Linked DNA regions of Bombyx mori: region 1 is linked to region 2. A link is a contact called in public Hi-C data. All regions are on one chromosome and are shown on one strand. Each heading gives the region's core, a stretch centred on a gene start, on an enhancer-like site or on the middle of the called end of the contact. The rest is flanking DNA. Distances are from core to core; before and after follow the strand shown. Region 1 overlaps LOC101740562 (NADH-ubiquinone oxidoreductase 75 kDa subunit, mitochondrial). Region 2 overlaps LOC101740837 (reversion-inducing cysteine-rich protein with Kazal motifs).

Evidence for each region. Hi-C and Micro-C count contacts between places; a contact is called where the count stands out from the background.
Region 1: a contact with region 2 is called in a Hi-C map of whole pupa, with 1.7 times the contacts expected there. The contact joins two enhancer-like sites. A contact is called at or near these places in 2 of 7 Hi-C or Micro-C datasets (both in whole pupa).

The regions. Positions count from the first base shown.
Region 1 is chr3:10,637,529-10,644,585 of ASM3026992v2, reverse strand. It overlaps LOC101740562 (NADH-ubiquinone oxidoreductase 75 kDa subunit, mitochondrial), which reads left to right. Exons shown (of 14, transcript XM_004931660.5): 12 at 1-7; 13 at 1,227-1,374; 14 at 2,582-3,423. The coding sequence ends at 2,728. Among protein-coding and RNA genes, the nearest start is that of Mir2807b, 4.2 kb to the right of the region's middle. Within about 2 kb of position 1,260, at least 2 of the 8 cell types and tissues checked have open chromatin away from gene starts, as enhancers often do.
Region 2 is chr3:10,593,961-10,600,431 of ASM3026992v2, reverse strand. It overlaps LOC101740837 (reversion-inducing cysteine-rich protein with Kazal motifs), which reads left to right. Exons shown (of 18, transcript XM_004931661.5): 4 at 4,714-4,797; 5 at 5,449-5,485; 6 at 5,958-6,140. Among protein-coding and RNA genes, the nearest start is that of LOC101745882, 37 kb to the right of the region's middle. Within about 2 kb of position 1,896, at least 1 of the 8 cell types and tissues checked has open chromatin away from gene starts, as enhancers often do.

The DNA.
Region 1 (7,057 bases), core at 11-2,510, 45 kb before region 2:
TCATTCGGTACCGTAGATTAGGGGGAAGTGGGCATCTCCAAATCCAATACAAATTTTTAATGATTTTTCTTAGAGTAATAATACCAATAAGATTTGATCCAGAAAGGGCGAATTCGCCGCGAAACGTTTATGAGATACTATAATAGAATTATTTTGTCCGTGCAGTTTGGGTCATAAAACATAGCCCGGCTAGGGCGGTGAGCTTGTGGCGCGGGCGCAACGCCATTAACGATAAAAACAAATGAGTAATCGGCTACTCTTTTGTTTTGTATCAAAACGGCAGAATTTATTCAAAATAATATTTGAACGTGTTGTTATCAACAATATGTTAAATTTTTTCACTGAAATAAGAATAAATCCCGAAAAGTTACAAAGTGTTAATTTTTGCCGTTATCGTTAACTTGCTGCGGCGATATGTGGTGTAAGTGTTCGATTAGTGATTCTTTCTTTCATATTTATCACTAACCCACAAAATGACAAAACTAAATACACTATCGATAACGCTTATCGACAACAATAGTGCGCATCACTATGCCCGTCCATAGGGCTCGTGAGTGGAAGAGAGAGCGAAATACTCGCTTCACCGCTCCGATTTTTTATGACCCAAACTGCACGGACAAAATAATTCTACTATAGGCGCTAATACATCGCGCCCGCAAGCATCGCGCGATATTCAAAATACGCGCGTAAATCGCGTGCCCTACGTCAGACTCTCTAATATACTGGTCGAATGAATTTTGTACATATAGGCAGTGTGTCGATGATATTCTTTGTTGAAATTTCGTGATTTCTGAAACTTTAATATAATGGTTATAGAAAAATACCATTTATATTTTTTTTTGTATAGCATGCAATGTAAATCGATACGAAATCAGCTGACACGTCAATGTATTTCGTATGACTTTGATAAGTTTCTTATGTTTAGAAACTAATATTGTTTCTCGTTATGTGTCGATTTAGCATATTACAATTATCCAAGCATTGTTTTACACGCTTCATGATAATGTGAAGGAATACCAATGAAGCTTGGATCAATGTCCAATAGGGGACGGCCGATGATGATTAACTTTTTTTTTTATTGCCCTTGTAGGCAGGCGAGCATACAGCCTGATCAACTTCACTCATAGACCTCAGCAATGCTAGGGGCAGAGCCAAGCCGCCGCTTACCACTTAATACTGCCCAAGGGCCTCGTTTGTCCTGTAATGTAAGTGTTGTGACGCGACAGGGCGCTGTCGGAGGTGGTGGGCGAGCGGCTCCCGTACGACAACCTGGACGAGGTCCGCGCGCGCATGAGCGAGATCAGCCCCGCGCTCGTCGCCTACGGGGACGTGCAGGACAACAACTACTTCGCGCAGGCGACGGCTCTGGCACAGGTATGTGACTATATTGAGACCTTAGAACTTATATCTCAAGCTGGGTGGCGCATTTACCTTGTAGATGTCTATGGGCTCCAGTAACAATTTAACGCCAGGCGGGCTGTGATGAGATAAAATGGGTTTCATTTTCTTATAAATTTTCTTTAGTAAATCGAGTAAATTAAAATACGCTTGCGTTTTGCATAAAGAGTATAATAATTGGAATAAGTAAAAACAATGTCATTGTGTAACGGACGACACCCATCTAAGCAATAAAAAAAAGTATCGTAATACACTCCCGGACACATCTATCGGTGTACCTAGTGTTGTAAGTTTTGACGGTTCCTAGCTAAAAACAAACGTTAGGTAGAGCAATAAGTTTTTATGCAGTTTTGAAGCTGATGATGCTTTTTAAAATTTCAAATTTAGAATTATGAAAAAGAAAAGAAACTGCCTACCTAACCTAACTTTAACGTTTATTTTTTGCTAGGGACCGTCAAAACTTAAAACACTAGGCCAATTGATGTGTCCGAGAGTGTATTACAACTCTCGCTAAGGGAACTATTGTGACAATTTCAACGAACAATTTCTTCTTCATACGAGGCTTGTGGGGAGTGCTTAATGGTAGGCAGTGGCTTGGCTATGCCCCTGGCATTGCTGAAGTCCATGGGCGACGGTAACAACTCACCATCAGGTGGGTCGTATGCTCGTCTGCCTACAAGGGCAATAAAAAAACAATTATGAGCCCACATTGTTGCCATTACTAAAAAGCAAGTAAATGTGTTCCAGTTCTTACTGGTGGTAGGACCTGTTGTGAGTCCGCGCGGGTAGGTACCACCGCCCTGCCTATTTCTGCCGTGAAGCAGTAATGCGTTTCGGTTTGAAGGGTGTGGCAGCCGCTGTAACTATACTGAGACCTTACAACTTATTTCTCAAGGTGAGTGGCGCATTTACGTTGTAGATGTCTATGGGTTCCAGTAACCACTTAACACCAGGTGGGCTGTGAGCTCGTCCACCCATCTAAGCAATAAAAAATAAAAAAGTTCGAACCTTCGACCCGTGTCTCGGAGGAGTTGTAGAATGCACTTTTGTGGTGTCAAGTAACCATTTAACCTCAAGTCACCTGCTAGTTGGTCTGCCCTGATGTAAAAAAAAACTTATTCTGATCTTGTATCTGGTATCTATAACGTAATATGGATGGCATAAAAATATATAAATTTCACAGAGCCTTCAGAAATCCCTGTCTGGTAAATTAGATGTGAAACTGAAGCAACTCGAAGACTACTTCATGACGGACCCGATAAGTCGCGCTTCGCCAACAATGGCCAAATGCATCCAAGCCGTGATCAAACAAAAACAATCGCCTTATTAATCGACATAGACAATGAGGTCCGGTAATAAATTCACTTTGTAATAGAAAAGAAAATTACCATGCATTTGTGTGTAGTACAACTTTGTAACGTAGCGTTTTAAGAGCAGCAATAAATGATTATGTTAAAATTAGTCCATCGACGGCTTTCATTTATTTATTATCTGTGATTTTTTTTCTGGACCTTGTGAGATTAAAAATTTATTCCTGGCAACTTTCATTGGAATTTGTGTTCAAAATTTGTTTTTTATTTTGTTTAATATGGTTCGGAAATTTCCAATGAACATCGAATTCCGATAAGAGTTGTATTCATCTTAGGATAATAAATTTATATAATGTCTTTCTGCAATCATTTTTACGAAAGAAATACTACAGAATGCACCTAGCGTAGCCCTAATGAAAAAAGCATAGACAAAATCTGACTTTTGATTTGATTACTAACTTTTGTCTATGGTAATTTCCTAATAAGGAAAAATTGTACGAAAAAAAAATGTCTATGGTAAATAAAAAATATAGCTGCACTTGTATTTAATGATTTCGCGCTATTTATTTTTAAATAAGTGTAGATGTTCAAATCATGTTATTCTATATAACGGAATGCACTCTGGTCTGTGTTACATCTGAATGTGAACGAAGACAGATATTTGTAAATAGTAATCACGTAGTATAAAATAAACTTGTAGTATAATGATTGTTGAGATTGTGGTTTTATTTCTTCCTTAATTTTTTAATGTGTAAAGTTTGGTGTTCGAAAGGATATAGGTACTATATATAAGGATATATAGATTCCACGGGTTGCTCGATACTTCCCTAAGACATTCAATAAAGTCTCAATCGTATTTTAATCACGGTTATATTTTCTTACAAACTGGAATGCACGATTTCATCGTAGAATAAATATCCGGAAGCATTGGATAAGCCTGTGTTAGCTTTCAAGACGATTTTTCACTTAAATTAGGAGGAAGAAAATTAACGATGTGTGGCTGGCTTAACTATTTTTTTATTGCTTTGATGGGTGGCCGAGGTCACAGCCCACCTGGTGTTAAGTGGTTACTGGAGCACATAGACATCTACTACGTAAATGCGTCACTCGTCTTGAGATATAAGTTCTAAGGTCTCAGTATAGTTACAACGGCTGCCCCACCCTTCAAACCGAAACGCATTACTGCTTCACGGTAGAAATAGGCGGGTTGGTGGTACCTACCCGTGCGGACTCCCAAGAGGTCCTACCACCAGAGCTAGATGTAAAGTAGACGATTTTTCACTAAAATAAGGAGAAAAACAATTGACGATTTATGGCTAGTTGAGCTGGGTGTAAAATAATAGTCTAGTTATGGGAGTGTAAGGATTTTTGCATATCTTAATTAATTTACAGACGGACTAAACAAGAATTATTCAGTGGTCCCGAAATTAATGAATACAAAGGTATGTTTTACTGTTCTACACATAAATTCGATCCGAAATGGGCAACCCACTGAGAAGATCCGGCGAGAAACTCTGGGCTGTGTCTATGGTTTAGTTCGCTCGTCGAGCCCTTCGTCGCAAGCGACGGGATCGACGAGGACGGTGACCGGTGCTTGTGGTGCCTAAAAGCACCGTTAATGGAGTGGCGATTTGAGTGGGCTAAACGGGCACGCGTATAAACTAAGACGTTGCAGTCCAAATAAGACACCCGGTGTATTCGTATTGAGCGATGCTACTATACCGGCGGCGTGTAAGAAAATTTAATCTGCAAAATTTAGAAATTTGCGGATTTACTAGGGTGTATGTTTGTATGGATTGGTACCATGATCTGGTACATTTCTGCATTGAAGAAGTCGCGTGTTTCGGTTTAAAATAATGCCACAACTGATTTACACTACAACTGAAACTTTGAATTACTTAGAACTCGTTCCTATCTACTTAGAAAACAGATAATATAATTTTGAAGGCCGTCCGTCACAGTCTGAGAAATTGAATTGATGATTTTGTCATCGCACCATCACTCAACAGGGCAGAGTCTCTATTTCTTCTACTTTGGGACTGGTGCATACATTGCAATGTGTTTCGCGAGACGTACCATTAATTTCCGAATCGGTAGGTAGTGGCTCGGCTGTGATCCTAATATTCAGGTCGTATACTCCTATGTGGCACCTTTAGAAATAAAGAGACCGATTTCGAAATTTTAGGATTTCAACTTTAATTTAAAAATTGACCTAGAACGACCCTTTTCCTAATAATCGAGTCAGCAAAAGCAGGGCTCGGATACCAGGTTAAAATAATTAACCAGCTCATTAGAAATGCCATACATGTAAAAAAGAGTCGAAATGTTTCGATTCCGCTCTACCGGAATCGATATTATTTGGGTTCTGATCAAAGAGCAAATATATTCAGTGTTTCAGTTCGAGAAACCAGGTTAATTTCGTTCAAATCATTTTGGCTCCGCCTACCGACACCATGTACTGCCGCGCGCCGGTATCTTTGTTGATTTTTAAAATAAGTAGATCGCTTCAGTGCCAGCGTTTAGAAGTCAGTTTTTCTTAAATCGATTGCATCGGTGCATTGCACTTAATCAAAAATTAATCACTGTTTTAATTAGGGCACCATATTTTATGAATAAGCGGTTAGTAATTAAATTTTGGACCTTTTTAAGTTAGTTTTGCTGCAAACTTATCCATTGGTCTCTTTCACTCCGTCAACATCCTCTACGTTTTTTCGGTTTGCAAACTTTATTCGATGTTTTCCAAAAAAACACCTTTTTGTAGGTCGCTAATAATTCTAAAAGTGCGATATGTACGTTCAAATATAACAGTGAAATTCGCATCACTCAATACATCGGCCGTTCTATTACGTCATTAATTGAGAAACTGCATTATTCGATACAAAATTCCCACAAAAATGCCCGGATTTTTTATCCGATATTGGCCTTGTTAGTATCGGTCACATACCTGCTAAAGCGTGGAGTGTGGGAATAGACCACTTGAGAAATGCTCGAGTGGCACGACACAGCTCTGTTTTATATACCTACTGTACTTTGCAAAATGTAACAGATAGAAATGGATTTAGTAAAAATTTGAATTGCTTGAAATGTAAAATAAATAAAAAAATAATGAAAACATTACCATCACAAACATTAATAAAGTACATAATTTCACAATTCTCATTTTCAATTGGTTTAGTATTCGGAGTACAAAAAATTTTTTTGCAGATAAATAATCGTAGTATCGAGTAGGACTCGTAAGAAACATAATTAATGAAACAGTTCCAAAAAAAAAAACTTGTACAAATTTTAATGTTAATTTTTTTACACTTTCCACAATAGTACCGTAATAGTTCGTCATTCGTTTTCCCGTTAGAGAAACTTTTACCTATTTCGTGTTACCTATGAATCTTGTATCAAATGCATAGTAAATACATTTCCATGAATAAATTTACATGCCGGTCAGATACGTTGGGCTTACGTAGCACTAACGTTTGCTACGACGCAGGATTCATGGAGCGGAGATATCACGGATTTACGATACAGAAATCTAGACAAATAATAGTGCTGGCGAGCTTTGCAAACGGACCGTTTATTTTAGGAATTCTAAAAGCATTTCAATTATTTTGGATAAGGCCATTATCTACCAGATCTGCAGCGGCTTTACACCGACTTCACTTCTCGATTCGATTACATAAAAGCTCTAGTCATATAACCGTAGTTAATAAAGTATATTTCAATCCTTATCTAAAGACATTTAAATTATTAATTATCTTTGCCATTGATCGATTCTATATTAATATCAATGGATATATATATTTATTTTTTCGGACATGTGCCGCGAGAACCCTCTTGCGACACATGTGACTCGACGACTTAGTTGCGAGAGGGTGACGACTCAGTTGAGCGCCTTGTGGTGCAGGGCATGATTGAGGGCACAAGACCGCGCGGCAGATCATCGTCACGATGGACCGATCAAATAAAGGCAGCTCTAAACGGTCCCGTCAACGAGTGTACAAGAAAGGCCGCGGTACTCGAGGAAAGGCGACGTCTTGTGAAGCGCAGCACCACCCGAAATGATGACCACGACCACTCTGCCAAGAGTGCATACGACTGAGAAGAAGAATCAATGGATAAGATTCAAATATGTAATCTGGTAATTAAACATATAGAGGGGTATGTTAGAATCTACAATAAAACATTACGTAAAATTGCGAAAAAAAAACACTGGACAAATAGTGAAATACCTATGTCTTTTATTAAACATTTTTGTATTTGGTTACATTTATGGAACAAATACAGAGGTTTTATTTCGGGGGCTAATTCACTTTGATTGAATCATTGAGTCAGAAGAGTAACTAAGTGTGATTAAA
Region 2 (6,471 bases), core at 647-3,146:
TTACCTCAGAGTTTGAACTATGATAACCTCTTCACTTCGGAGTACAGATCTTTCGCACGTAGAGCATTATTTTTTTGTTCGTTATTGTTTTACCACCTGATTGGGAAAATTGATATGTGGCGTGCTTTGATCAACAAGCTGGCTATCTAACCCTATAGACATCATGATGCAAGGGTCGAAAATCGTAACTAACAATGTGTAGTTCTCAAAGTCGAAACATGATCGGTTCTATTGAAGAATAGCTCTTAGCTGATCTATTTTTCTTGGTATCTCAACTTCTAACGAATTCAGTGGTCAATAGTCAATAGTTTAAATAATCTTATACCAAAAATCGCATACAATATAATATGGCCTTATTCCAATCTATCATCATCTTCAGCCGGTAATGGTCCACTGCTGGGCATGTTTCTCTCCCAAACCACACCACTGGGCTCAGTCTTCGGTTCTCTCTATCAATTTCTTGCGGGCCTTTATGAATGAATGAATTAAAATTAATCTAAATTATGTATGTAAAGAAAAACCTTCATAGTATAAAACTTTCTTCTCTTTCTTTTTTTTTCTAAAAAGGATTTTTCATATATGTCATTCAGTGAAGTTGACATTCAGTAAAAAGAAAGTTCAGCTTGTTTAAAAATATAAGTTTTATTAGATTTGTTGGGCTTTAAATGTTGTTTTCTCATCTCTACATAGTATAAAAAACAAAGTCGCTTTCTTTGGCCCTATATTCTTAGGTATGCTTAAATCTTTAAAACTACGCAACGGATTTTAATGCGTTTTTTTTTAATAGATAGAGTAATTGAAGAGGAAGGTTTATATGTATAATAACATCCATTAAATAGTGGAAAAATCAATAATAAATTACAGTTTCCGAAGCGAAGCGAGGGCGGGTCGCTAGTTATAAATATAACAGAAAACGCAATTAAGCTTTTTATTGTTTATTTAATCTGGAGTACCCAACAAATATCATTATATATATTTTCAGAAAGTTGGTTGCTGTGTACAAGACAATTTTAGTTGCATGATAAAATATTGCAAAGGAATTCGAATTCAAAAATATCATTGAGTTTAGATGTTTTGCTTTTCAAAAAAACAGCCACCACTTCCTCGTTTTATTTTTACTGCTTAATTAGGCTTAACAAAGCGCTCCGAATCAGTAATTGGATATTTTAAAAGGACATACGATCGTTACTCTGTTCCAATACGCGTTCAGTATTTCCGAGCATCAATTAAATATAATCAAGCGACGCTAATGTTCATCATTAATCGTTTGCAACATGTGTTATTTTTGAATTGAGTTAGTTTTGACAATGTACGGTTCATTACCCCCGGCTAGTCTTTTCGGCCAGCCAATACCAGAAAGGTTAAGTGTCTTAGAGTGGTGCTATGACCTTCTAGCTTGATATAAAGTAAGCCCGCGGTCGCGTCAGGTTTACACATACCCGATCCTGTGGCCCGAACGGTAAACAGGATCGGGTATGTGTGATCGACGTCGCCCTAAACACTTCATTACGGACCCGCCCGATCCATTAATGATGCTTTTAGGTACCACAAGCACCGGTCACCGTCCTAGTCAAACCAGTCGCTTGCGACGAAGGGCTCGACGAGTGAATTAACCCATAGACATAGCCCAATGGGTTTCTCGCCGGATCTTCTTAGTGGTCGCGTTTCCGATCCAGTGGTAGATTCTGCGAATCACTGATCTTGCTAGGGCCAGTGTTAGCAACTCCCGGCTAGAGTCCCGTGAGTTCACCTACACGTCAAGGAGAAGCTGAAATAGCCTCTCAAGGCTATCAGCATAGGTAGAAAAAAAATTCAGGTTCTTGCTCGGTGCACGGTCTAGACAAAGCACAGGTCTCCGTACTCTTCGAGGAGTGACGTGACAGGTCGTGGTTCCAATCCCGTGGATCTCAGGCCTCCTTCGAAGGCACTCGAGCAGTAATCAGTAAGTTTCCCTTCTCGGTGGAGTCCTTAAGTTTGCCAACTCAATTCAATTTTATACTTATATAGGGTGCATTGTAATCTTGCGGGGGTACGTAATTCTGTCCATTTCAGTCGCGAAGAAGTCATGCGTTCTTGTATCATGGGTGGGGGCAACTGGGACAACCGTTATACAATACAATTGAGACTTCTATCTCAGGTCTCAGCTCACTTAGTAAAGTCTGTGGGCTCCGGCCAGACTTAACATTGTGTGTTTGGGTTACTCACATCTTCATGCTAGTAAAAATTCCCTATATTTATTTTTTCAAGCAACGAAGGGCTTTAGTGAAAGATTTTCTGTACGGTCCAGAGTTTTTGATGTGTACGAAATTGGTCGAATTTTATTTCACAGCAGTGTCTTTAAATAATTTGGATAAATTGCGCATGGCTACGCTGCTTAGATCAATGAGAATTATAATAAATTCATTATGTTTATGTTATAGTATGTTTATTTTGCGGTATGTACATTTTTACGGCACGGATGTGGTTTGGTATTGCTGCAATGGTGAGCTAATACAAGCGTGGGACTTAGACGATGTTATTCCGTCAGGGTGGAAGTCATTTGTGATTATGAGTTAAGTAAGTATCTCATTAGACAAAATGGTATCTGCCTGCGTGAACACCGACATAGCATCGCTTGATACGAGTAGGTACACCGAACGACTTATCCTTTAAGCCAATTCGTCCTCTCTCTCTCTCTCTTCGATCGGTCTCTCACTGCTGAGGATCGTGACTCCGTCCGATTCCGTCAACCAGCTGTCTCCATCGATCCCACCCTGCAGCCCGGTGGAGTGCGTCGCTGACAGGTATCCCCAGTTCCTCCGCTATTTGGTCCGACCATCGTTTGGGACCTCTACCCCTAGGCGTAGATGTCCCAAACGATGTAGATGTAGATCACATGTAGATGTAGATGCGATTAATCTGATTTTTGGATTATTCTAAAATTTATAGAAATTGCACGATTAGTACCAGATGTTCAGTTAGATCAAACACGTTTAAGCAAAGCATTGTTTATAAACAGTAGCAGATAGATTGCAGCAACGCTTGGCTTTTATAAGTTATCAGCGGCAGATCAGCCCTCTGAGTGTATCGCCGGATCTTTTCAGTGGGTCGCGCACTTGTAGATTCTGCGAAGCACGGCTCTCGATAGGGTTCGTGTTAGCAACGTCGTCAGGTTTAAGCCCCGTGAGCTCACCTACTAGTTAAGGTTACGCTGAAATAGCCTCTCAAGGCTATCAGAATAGGCAGAAAAAAAACTGCAGATCGCTCTGTTTTCAACTAGCCGTTCTAATTATAATTTCGTGGCTTCCACTTTAGAATACGTTAATATTTACCCATCCGAACTAGTGATCGTTATATTAACGACATTCGAAGCGCACGTTTGACTCGCACCGCGCCCATCTTTGCTTAAGTTTATCACATCGTTGCGGTTCCGTATATACGTAACCATCGTTCCGTGTTTATGGTTTATACAGATGATTATTTTAATATGCATTATCTATATATTAATACGTGAAGCAAAAACTTTGTATCCCTTTTTACGAAAATTTGCACGGACGGAGGAGTATGAAATTTTCCACACTTACAGAGAATATAGAGAAGAAGTGCACATGGCTAATATTTTTTTAAAATAATGCATAAAAGATACATACATTAAATGAATAAAGAAAACATTACACACACTACATACCATGTATTTGACGTACACACGCATGCATACTATTTATTGTCAAACTTGTTCTGACGTCTGTTGTCAAATTGAGATTAAATATTGTTTGTCTTTATTAATATTTTTTTATAGTGTAGTCTTGGGGAAATTTTTTATTATAGAAGTATAAAATACAATCATAATAGTGTACAAACTTACAATTCCAATTAATTATAGTCGAATTTCGACTACTGCGGGACCTCTAGTATTTATTTATTTGACCAAATTGTATTTAGGATCTATATGCCGGCATATAATGTTGTTTTAGGAAAAAAACGCAACCTCACACTCTAGGTGGCGGCTATCGCTCTCGTCAAGGACTTTGATTCTAAGCTCACATACTTCATATACGTCCAATCCATCGCCAAGAAAAAAATACTAGTATATAATAGTAAAATGCAGTACTGCAATTGAAATTTATTCGATACCAGCTGTTAACTGTGACTGTACCCGCGTGCTCAAGGAAAACTATCAGTCTATTTTCTGTGGCAATAAGATATTTTTTCGGGATAAAACGCAGCCACTGTCACTTCTTCTTCTTCTTCTTAGTCGCAAGCTTCATTGCTGAAGGCAGTGTCCCTGAAAGCCCTTCGTGTCTCTTTGTACCATCAGCTTCCATTTCCTACAGATTTCGGCTTCACTCAGGGCGGTCGAAACAGAGAGTCCAGTCATCGCAGTAAACTGATCTGACCAACGGTTCGGTGACCGGCCGGCGGGTCTTTTACTTCACTTACTCGACTTAAAACTATAACTTTTAAAAAATCTTGCGTCAAGCCGTTGCTTCGTTTCCACGTGAAAGAAGGATAAGCAAACACATAAAATACTTTTACATTCATAATGTTAGCATGGAAGCATGAATTATTTGCCACGAATCTTCGTTATTATAATTTGCGTTTTCCGGAACGGTTTCTTAATGGGTTTACATCATTCAAAAAACCGGCATTGGTTTCGTCTTAATGAACCCTAACACCGCTCTAAAATTAACGCCACGTTTGTCACCATTACAATAATTTCCCATATCGTTCCAGATGTCCCAGCTCAATATGACGACAGACAGATCTGTTATAGAGCAAAGCACGCCGAATATTTACAAATTTTGCGGTCATCACTTGGTGAGTATTAGTAACAATATCACTACTCATCCTTCCGTCTTCTTGTGTTTTGTTCATCACGATTAATTGAAAATTTTTAGAATTTAGTTACTAGGCTTACTACAAAATTCATAAGATAATAATTTGATTGCACCCTAGCTTTGATATGTGACTCTTCAATGTGATAATGAACATAAATTATGATTAAAAAGTACAGATTCCAAGCTATTTTTAGTTATCCGTAAACTATACCGCTATTAATAATGAAAAGAGCGTAGCTAGTTTCTCGATGAATATCGAAAAAATCCCGATTGTCACTCGAGATAGAAGTATTTAATTAAGGAAATATGAAGTCGTTCTAGAAACTTCGTAACCTTATCGTTTATATCTAACAACGCGATGTTATCGCTAGTAAAAAAGTGGTTGACGTTAAATCATATTAAATGTTCTTCAAACTTGTAAGGGCTATGTTATTTGATATCTTTAAGTTGGTACCCTTCGAGTTCTTTAGTCGAAATGAACTTCCATTGAACGTCAATAAACCGCCTATCCCATTGTATTGTAATTGGTATAGGTTTCAAATTTCTTGTATTGTCAAGAAGACGAGGAACTTGAGGTATCAGATTGCTAAGCAAAAAAATCGTTCACTTATTATTTCTATTCAATTTTCAGACAGAGTTCTGGATTTGCATGAATCAAACAATACAAGGTAAGTTAATATATCTGATTAAAAGCGACGTATAGATAATTTTTATAGATCGTTCCAACGAATTAAATTACTCAAATTAAGATGTAATCCCCAAACGTTTGACTTTTTATCTGAATGTAGAGTACTGTGGTAACCAGAGCCCATACACAACACAAAGTGAACACTGTCACCTAATTTGATTCATGAGGTTCCAGTCTCAAACGTCTTGTTTAAAAACTGTTAAACCGCTCGACTGCTTCGTGGCTAACATAGAAAGGTTGGTGGTATCCGAGCGCATTTACATTACCTACGCCATACCAAAAGACGTTTGGAGATTTCAGTACGTTGGTAAAATACTCGTAAAATACCCATTCACGAGTTAGTCATTTTTTACGACACCCACCCGAAAAGATGGGGTGGAGCTAGTCTACGTCGATGCCAAACAAATAAAGCTACTAATATAAATTATTCAAAGTCACTTTTCGTCTCGCAGAGGTGGTGTCGGGAACAGGGTGGTGGGGTCAAGTGTGCTGTCAATTGAGCCGATCATCGGAATGTCGGGCTGCGTGCGCTAGTGCTCTGGACGCGAAAGCCCTCACCGAATCCTGTCGTCGATCTGACGAAATAGCCATGTTCGACTGCATGGATAAACAACAGGAGGCTCAGTGGTGCTGTTGTGAGTACGAAAAACAATTATTTACGACATACACCGAGATTTTTTTCCTACCTAAGCTGATAGATAGCCTTGAAAGGCTATTTTAGCGCAACCTTAACTAGTAGGTGAGCTCACGGGGCTCAAACCTGACGACGATGCTAACACGAACCCTAGCAAGAGCCGTGCTTTGCAGAATCTACCACCGGATTGGAAACGCGACCCACTGAGAAGATCCGGCGAGAAACGCAGTGGGTTGTGTCTTTGGGTTAGTTTACTCGTCGAGCCCTTCGTCACAAGCGACGGGTTCGACGAGAACGATGACTGGTGCTTGAGGTCACCGAGAGCGGAACGT